2 separate regions of the Drosophila melanogaster genome follow, and region 1 is linked to region 2. The links are chromatin contacts, called in public Hi-C maps. All regions are on one chromosome and are shown on one strand. The core of a region is the stretch at or near the end of the contact, and the rest is flanking DNA. Distances in the headings are between cores, read along the strand shown. Region 1 holds the start of CG10479. Region 2 holds the start of vn (vein).

Region 1 (3,920 bases), core at 1,184-3,683, 130 kb before region 2:
GGTAAAAATATCCAAATATAGGATTAATACTAAGCCGCCATGCGAGTCACAAAAAAGGGATTTTAGTTTTTCCACTTGTATGATTTATTAAGGTAGCCTTACAGGTATTAACTGCAGCTGTCCGAAAACTCTGCAAAAAAACAGTTCCAATTAACTGGAAACGTAGCCTGATTTTGGTACGGACTCTACAAAACTCTTGACGACAGGACTTCTCCAGGCACTGATGCAAGTTTCAGCCTTCATCCTTCCGAAGCGCTAATTAAGTAAACAAAAGGGGAAAACCTCTGAAGCCAAACCGGAGCAGCTCAATTAATAATAAAATGCGAAAATGGGAGCAAGCCAAGCGCTGCTAGTAAACAAGCCACAAAAAAACTTGAACTCATAATTTCCGGAGGTGCTAATAAGTTGCAAAATTATTTTCAATGAAAATGGCTGCGGGAAAATGAGAGGGCGGTCGTAAAAGTTGCCAGGGCAGCCACAAAGTATAAAAAATTGACTTCAATTAAAGTGCCATAGTTGCCTGTATAAACAGCACACGGAAAAATGAAAAGCGCAAAACGAGAGAGCCGAAAGGATAATGATAATTACGGCCAGTCATGGCGAGGGGCTGGGAAAATCGGGGGTGGGGCTGGCGGTACTTTGGTTCCGACTGCTGAATGAGACTGCAAAGTTTTTGTGTTTATTTTATGCTCGTGCAAAAAAAGAGACCAGAAAAACACGATGAAAGTTTCAATGTAGTGCGGCTGATAAAGAGGTAAAAAAAAAGCATACTCGGCTGGCGGAAAATGCATCCCAAATGGGTGGCTATATGGCCATAGAGCAGCTACGTACGATTACGAGGACGTTAAACAAATAAGCAAAGGGCAATGTGTAAAACCAGCACACAGGACACAGAGGCAAATGTGGAGCGCGCATCATTGACACACACAGTTACACACCTTTACAGGCAAGGACTCATTCAGGACACACGACTGCGATCAAAATTATAGTAGAGCTTGTCACATCGTATCATTTAAATGGGATAACAAAACGAAATAAGTGATTTAACTTCATTAATGAAGATTTTTCAACCTTTTTAATAAGTAATATTCTCTTTAAACACAAATCTGTAATTCATCAGCAAAAATTATTTAAGTTCTTTATGGTGGCCTGTCTTTTGTGGCCAGGATAAGATCAAATTTAATGATCTTTATTCGTTATTACAATTTCGTTATAAATTTGATCATAGCTATAAGAACGCTATCTGTCAATAGTGAAATGAAGAGTCAAAACTCTGCTGGGCTTCTGTCGCTTTTTGCTGCCACTGCTGCCGCTTCTGATGCTGATTCGGAATCTGAATCGGAATCTGCTCCTGATTCTACTGCTGCTTCCTTGCTGTCCAAAATGAATGACTCGCCAGCGGGCCAAATTCCCCGCTCCGTCTTCAGCACCCCTCCCCTTTTCGCCTCATGGAGCAAAGGCGCCACCCCCTGCAACCAAACAACCACCCAAGCCACCCACTGGGGGGACTCAACTTGTTGAGGAGTGACAGACCCACTCACTTGCCCGCTCGTCCGCTCACCAACTCACTCACTCGCACACCGAATGAATGAATGACTGACTGACTGACTTTCCTACCCTCAAGGTTCATCGTCAGTCCGTCAGTCACTCAAACTCGCATTTCATTCCATTTCCATTTCATTCACTTTGCCCGCTGCCCAAAACAGCCTTGTCTCGTCTTTCTTTTCGCTGCTTCTTTTTGTTTCAGTGTAGTTTCCGTTGGTTGTAGTAAATTTTTCTCATTTCGCTTTTTGTTGGCGTGGTTTTTATACCCGGTATTAATAGAGCAGACGGGTATACTGCATTGTATCGACATAAGGGGAATGACATTTTTAACTCTAAAGGTTTCCTAAATTTATTCCATTACTAATATAACATTTTTTTTCTGAATAATGTGAAATAACGTTTTCTAAATAGCGATATGGTGTTTAAACGCCTGGAAGTAGGCAGCACTTTACCAGGTATCTCAAAGTCGACTTGTCTCACTTTCCGGTTTCTACTTCTATTTGCGCTGTTGCTGTTTTGAGTGTTCCACTGCTTGTGTGTGTTTGTGTGTATGAGTGCTTTGAGTACGTCAAATGAAGAAAAACCAACTCACACAGGCACAGCGAATGAGAGAGGCATAGAATGAACTAGCGGTAAATGCATGAACAACGCCGGCTTGCCCGTCATGAAATTTGTATTTGTATCTCAGCGGCTGTTGCTGCCCTCGTTCCCTGCCTTTCTGCCGCTCTCTCTCCTTTCACTCTCTCTCCCTGTTACACTCACCCCCGCCCGACCAACACGCCGCACCACACCACTTCTTCTTCTTCTTCTGCTTCTGGTTCCACGCTCTGCTCTGCGTCTCGTGCTCATTTTCCGTTGTACTTTTTCGATGCAGTCGCCCCGTGGATTTCATTCCCTCTGCGCACTTCGAACCGATCGCTCGTATCGCTCCCGGGACTCAAAATCCGAGTACGGATTCGAATTCGAAACGAACCCATAACCGAAACTCAACACTCGCCGGACTTCGACTGCAATTCAAATACCATTTACGCGCTAAGTTATTGAACACTCGTGAAGGGCGCATAAAGTTCTTGAAATTACGACTTTAGCATATTGTGCTTGTGTTTAAAGAGCAAAGTGTAAACAAATCCGAAGAGTTATCTTCACATCTTAAGAAAATGGGTCGCCTGTTCCAATACAATCGCTTTGGCGCCACGGATGGCATCAACAAAAACACCAGCAAAAAGGATACTCAGCAAAAGAACAAAATGGTAAGATTCAGATATAATGCAAGTCTTAAGACACCTAAAGTACCGAGCCCCTTAAAGAACAGTTATGTATTTTAGTTGAGATTTATGACTTTTTTGGTCCTTTAGGCAGGCTAATTATAAATAAATAATAGCTTTCGACTACGCACCGCAGTATTCACATATGTTAAAGATATACAAGCGGATGCATTAAACATACTTTAGAATCCTTTCAAGTTCCATGAGAAAGTTCTTCCGCAGTCCCAATACCTCTCTATAAATATCCATGCCCTTGATGACTCAAGCTGATCTCTGTAGAATCTAACAGTCTATGCACATTTCACACTCCCCACACACCATCGAAATACCTCTTTGGACAACCACCCACGCACACTTAGCACTATCTACAGTGAACTCCCCGCCACGTCGACCGGCGGAGGGGCGGAAACGGGGCATGGCCGTATTCAAAACACGAACGACAACAATTAAAATGATTTAGTGTCACAGATACCACGAACAACAGCTCGGCCACACAACGCAGATACAACAAGAACAACGACAGCGCAGCATAATAAACTCGACTGTCGACGTAAATCAGTGGAACACTAAATCACATAGGGCCAAATAAATATGATTTGCATAAAAACTAAATCAAAGTATACACATATATATGCAAACAGAGGGCGTTCGAATAGAGGGGGTGGCGATAGTTGGCGACCTAAGCCGAGCGTAAATCTGAATTCAAATAAATCAAATTGTAAATGCAGCCTGATTTCTGGCGATAAGTAGAACAAACAGCAACGTTGCCCGATTCGGGAATTGAAATCAAAACATATGTTGGCCTCATAAAGATAGTGATTGATTTGATTTGACAAAATGCATTTCTATATGCAAACAAGGCGCATATGTTATTTGTTTTTGATTCCAGATAAGCGCTAACTAGGCTTTATCGTCTAGCCGCGATGCCCGAAAGGCGATAGGCCCTATGGCGATAGCTTAATTAAGACAAACTGCCTTTTCAGCTACCTGAATGCAAAGTCAACTTTCCTTCAAGACCGCAGCTACTTTGCTTCACTAATCTGCTTATTTGACTTGGCATCCGTAGTTGCTGCACACACACTCACAGATACAATAGCATTCGTAACAATG
Region 2 (3,810 bases), core at 1,125-3,624:
ATTATTGTAAGTCATTTACCCTTCTAAATCTTTTGTTCATTAAGTCACTTAGTGGGAATTAAATTAGAATTGTTTTTCTTTAGTTTGTTTTCCCAACTCGGCTCCATCTTACATTACCGGCCTCCCCTGTGACGACAAATAGGAATTGAATGTTTGCGCCTGCGCGCATTTCGAAATTGCTTTTGGAAAATTTTCATGTTTTCATGTTTGTTATTGTTGTGGGCTTGGCTCGCTGCCCTTGTTGTTCTTGTTGCCATTGTTTGTATATATATATATGTGTTTGTGTTTTGATGATACAATGACGCTGCGCTTGGCAGCTGTTGTCTGTCGTCAGCCAGGTTCTAAAAGGGAGTGAGGGGATCTGGATCCCTGGATTCTGCAGCTTGTCCAACGTTTGCTTCCAGCACTTCCTTCCGTACTAGACAATGGAGTCTCTCTCTCTCACTTTTGCAGCTTTTCAAATATATGCTTAGCAAACTCAAGACAATCTACCTGCTCGAACTCTGAACTCTGAACGCTGATCGCTGAGCAGCGGCGACAGGTGTCGAGCTTTATTTCCGCTTCCGGGCGCTTTTCGCGTATGAACTGCAATAGTTGGCCCAATCGATAAGAACACTATCATTTGGTAGCGTTTTTTTTTTGCGCTCTTATCAGCTGGTTTGTTTCGATAAGTAGGGTAAGTACCTGTTTTGCTCATTCAGAAACTGGCAATGACGTAGACCAAGTTGGCCCAGCTCCGTCACAAGTGGCCGACTTTGAACCCTTCTTTGCTTCTGGCTTTTCTTACAATTGTCGCACTTGTCACCACACCACTGCCGCCCCACCTAAGCTCCCCTTTTATGCTTTTTCTCTTTTATTTTTTTTTTCTTCTGTCAGCTTCTTTTATTGTTATGCGCAGTGCGTAGAACAAGTGGAAGCTTTGTTTGACAATAACAACAACAGCGAGTGAAACATCAGCAGCTGGGGCAAGTAAGAAACAAAAAAAAAAAAAAAAACGTTAAGTTTACACGACTTCCAAGCGCTGGACGGAATCACCTGCCGCATTTTGTTTTTTCTGTAGTCGCTGTTGTGGGCTTGACATTTGACAATAAAGCAAATAATCATGGGAAAAAAGCTGAGCCCCCAGAAGAACGACAACTCGCCGCCGCAGTCATCATAAGAAAATATCAAAAACGGGAGGAAATCCGGAACCGTAGTCAAAACAAACGAAAGCGTTGAGTTAAGAGCTGTTGGATGAAAGCAAAACTAAATTAAGATTGACGAGTTATGTAAGGGTCTCATATTGTGATCGATCGATTAGCAATAAATAGAAAAAATTATGTCTCTTGCTCACAATTTTGTTAACAAATTGCTCATTGCTTTTAGGCAAATTGTTAAAAAGTTACAGCTCTGTAATGATAACTAAGATTAGTTATGAATCCAAACTTTCTTGAACTAGATAAGATCGCCGACAGTACATTTAACTTATTCAAATGCAGCATAAGCGCACATCATTCATTCAATTACTTGGAATGACTCATTGAGCTAGGACTTGAACTTTTTGCGTATGAGCAATAATTTTTAAAGACCCTCAGACTGGAACTCATTTATAGCAGCCTATCAGAAGCTCGACGATTATGAGTAACTTATTGGAAATCGGAGCAAAAGCCAATGACAACTGTCCTCTTATCTATTTTTATCTATTGGATTGATAATATTGTCGTTAGACACCTATTTAATCGTCAACGGGTTCGATTTCCCTCCTAGTTCGGTTTTCATTTTAACGAGTAACGACGATATTTTTTTAATACGTTGTTTTTCTAGCATATATCGTATCGACTTATTACGGTAAGAAATTATCCTTGCAGCAGAGGAATAGAGGGATTTTTCGAGAGAGCGAGAGAGTAAATCGGATTTACAAAATATATTTTAATACCCTAAATTTGAAAAAAAAAGGACATTATAGACTTAAAGAATTTTAGAGCAATCTCTAAAGAAATTAGCATATTGTGAAGCATACTTTTAGAGACGAATAAGTAAAGGTCTCGTGCCCTCCTTGATGTTCCATATTAAATATCCCAATTGTTAACCACAAATCGCCTTTAAGTAATTGATATAAAGTAATGAATTGGATCACCCGAAATTGTTGAGAGAAAACTGCAGGGTTGAGAAAATGCTGGCGTTGCTGTGAGAAGAAAACGTTGGAGAAAACACTCAACGTTTGAGCGAAATGAGCGTGCCGAAGATATTCGAACACGGCCGAACGCAGTCGAACAAATTCCGACCAGTGAGATACGTTTGAGTCGTGAGATACGTTTGAGTTGTATCCGTGAGATACGTTGTGAATGCTACAACTCTGCTCTGCATCGGTGAGATACGTTTGAGTCGTTTTCGCGGCGTCAAATCGAGCAGACCTGTGCCGCTCCGTAGAGCGAGTTCGTCCAAATAAAAAAAGAATTATACGAAATTCCGCCTGTGTTAGGAGCAGAGAAAAGAATAATTTTAAACCAACATACACAATCAGTTAGTTTCCACCGACAGTCCGCAGAAACCATTCGACGGCAACGGAACGGGCGCGCGATTGTCGGCAATCCGTAAGATAGCCAAATATTATTATTGTTCAGATACTCACTGAGGGCGTTGATAAAAGATCAGCCAGACAACTGCAGATCCGAGTGGAGTGTTTTGAAATCAGTGAAATTCTGTGTGAAAAATCGTTGATTTATTAATATTCAAGAATAAAAGTTCCCAGCGAATTTCATCAGCTGGAGTAACCGAAGTGACCCACCAAGCAAATCGAACAACACAAATCGATCGAACGTGTAAAAGGACTTTCGGTTTCATTAAGCGTGTGCAATTGCTGATTTTCCCCGGCAAAGCGGACTTTTTGCGGAATGAATGAAATAAAAAAAAAACAGCAGTGGCAACTATAATAATAAAAACAACAACAGTGCAACAACAGCCGGGGCATCTTCATAGATTTTGGCTCTCCTGAAGCAACAACTTCTGCCTGCACTTGGTATATGTACTTATCACATAGACATATATATACGCACAGATATATAAAACAAAAACGATCGCTTCTCGTGCCAGCGCGTGTGATTGTGTGCGTTCCCATGTTGCATATATATATGCACAAAAAATATATATATTTATCTAGAGCCGACTGTTGCGACGACTTTTCTATATAATCGGCTAGTGAGCACGCAGACATCGAAAAGGTGCACAAATACATCAGCAGATGCGGGTATATATGTATTGCACATATATCTAGCCAAAGCCAAAGTAGAAGATATATATGCGTATAAGCTGAACGCGGCGCACTCTGCTCTGTTTTTTCTTTTATAATTACTTTTGTCTAAAATTAGAAGACGTGTGTGTTGTGTGTGCCCCGTCCGTGTATCCGTATCCGTGAGATACGCGAGAGTGTCCGCGTCTGCTATATCGCACATCATCATCGCCGTACACCATCCGCCGTCCAATATCCACCATCATCATCATCATCATCGCCATCCCCATCATCATCGTCGTCGTCGTCATCAGAGATCAGAGATCTGCAGCGGTGTGTGTGCCAGAAAAGACGACTCGTGAATCAGACTACGGCTACGACTACGGGTGCGACTACGGCTATATAGGCGAGAGATCGCGTATACGGCCAGACAAACATTATCGTATATCTGGCGCCGAGGATTACAATTACAAGAGCAGCAAACGCAACAGCAGCAGCAGGAGCGGCAGCCGAAGTTAAAGCCGAATACGAGTACGAATACGAGTACGAATATCCGAGCCCCACAAACGAATACGAATACAAATACGAATCCGAACCCGAAT

Evidence for each region. A called contact is a pair of places that touch in the nucleus more often than the background predicts.
Region 1: a Hi-C map of the Kc167 cell line shows a contact between it and region 2, with 3 times the contacts expected there. A contact is called at or near these places in 4 of 107 Hi-C or Micro-C datasets (the Kc167 cell line, cellular blastoderm embryo and embryonic neurons).

Annotation. Positions count from the first base shown.
Region 1 is chr3L:5,974,520-5,978,439 of dm6, reverse strand. CG10479 reads left to right here and starts at 2,433. Exons shown (of 3, transcript NM_139749.3): 1 at 2,433-2,795. The coding sequence starts at 2,703.
Region 2 is chr3L:5,844,228-5,848,037 of dm6, reverse strand. It overlaps vn (vein), which reads left to right and starts at 2,374. Exons shown (of 6, transcript NM_001014565.2): 1 at 2,374-3,810.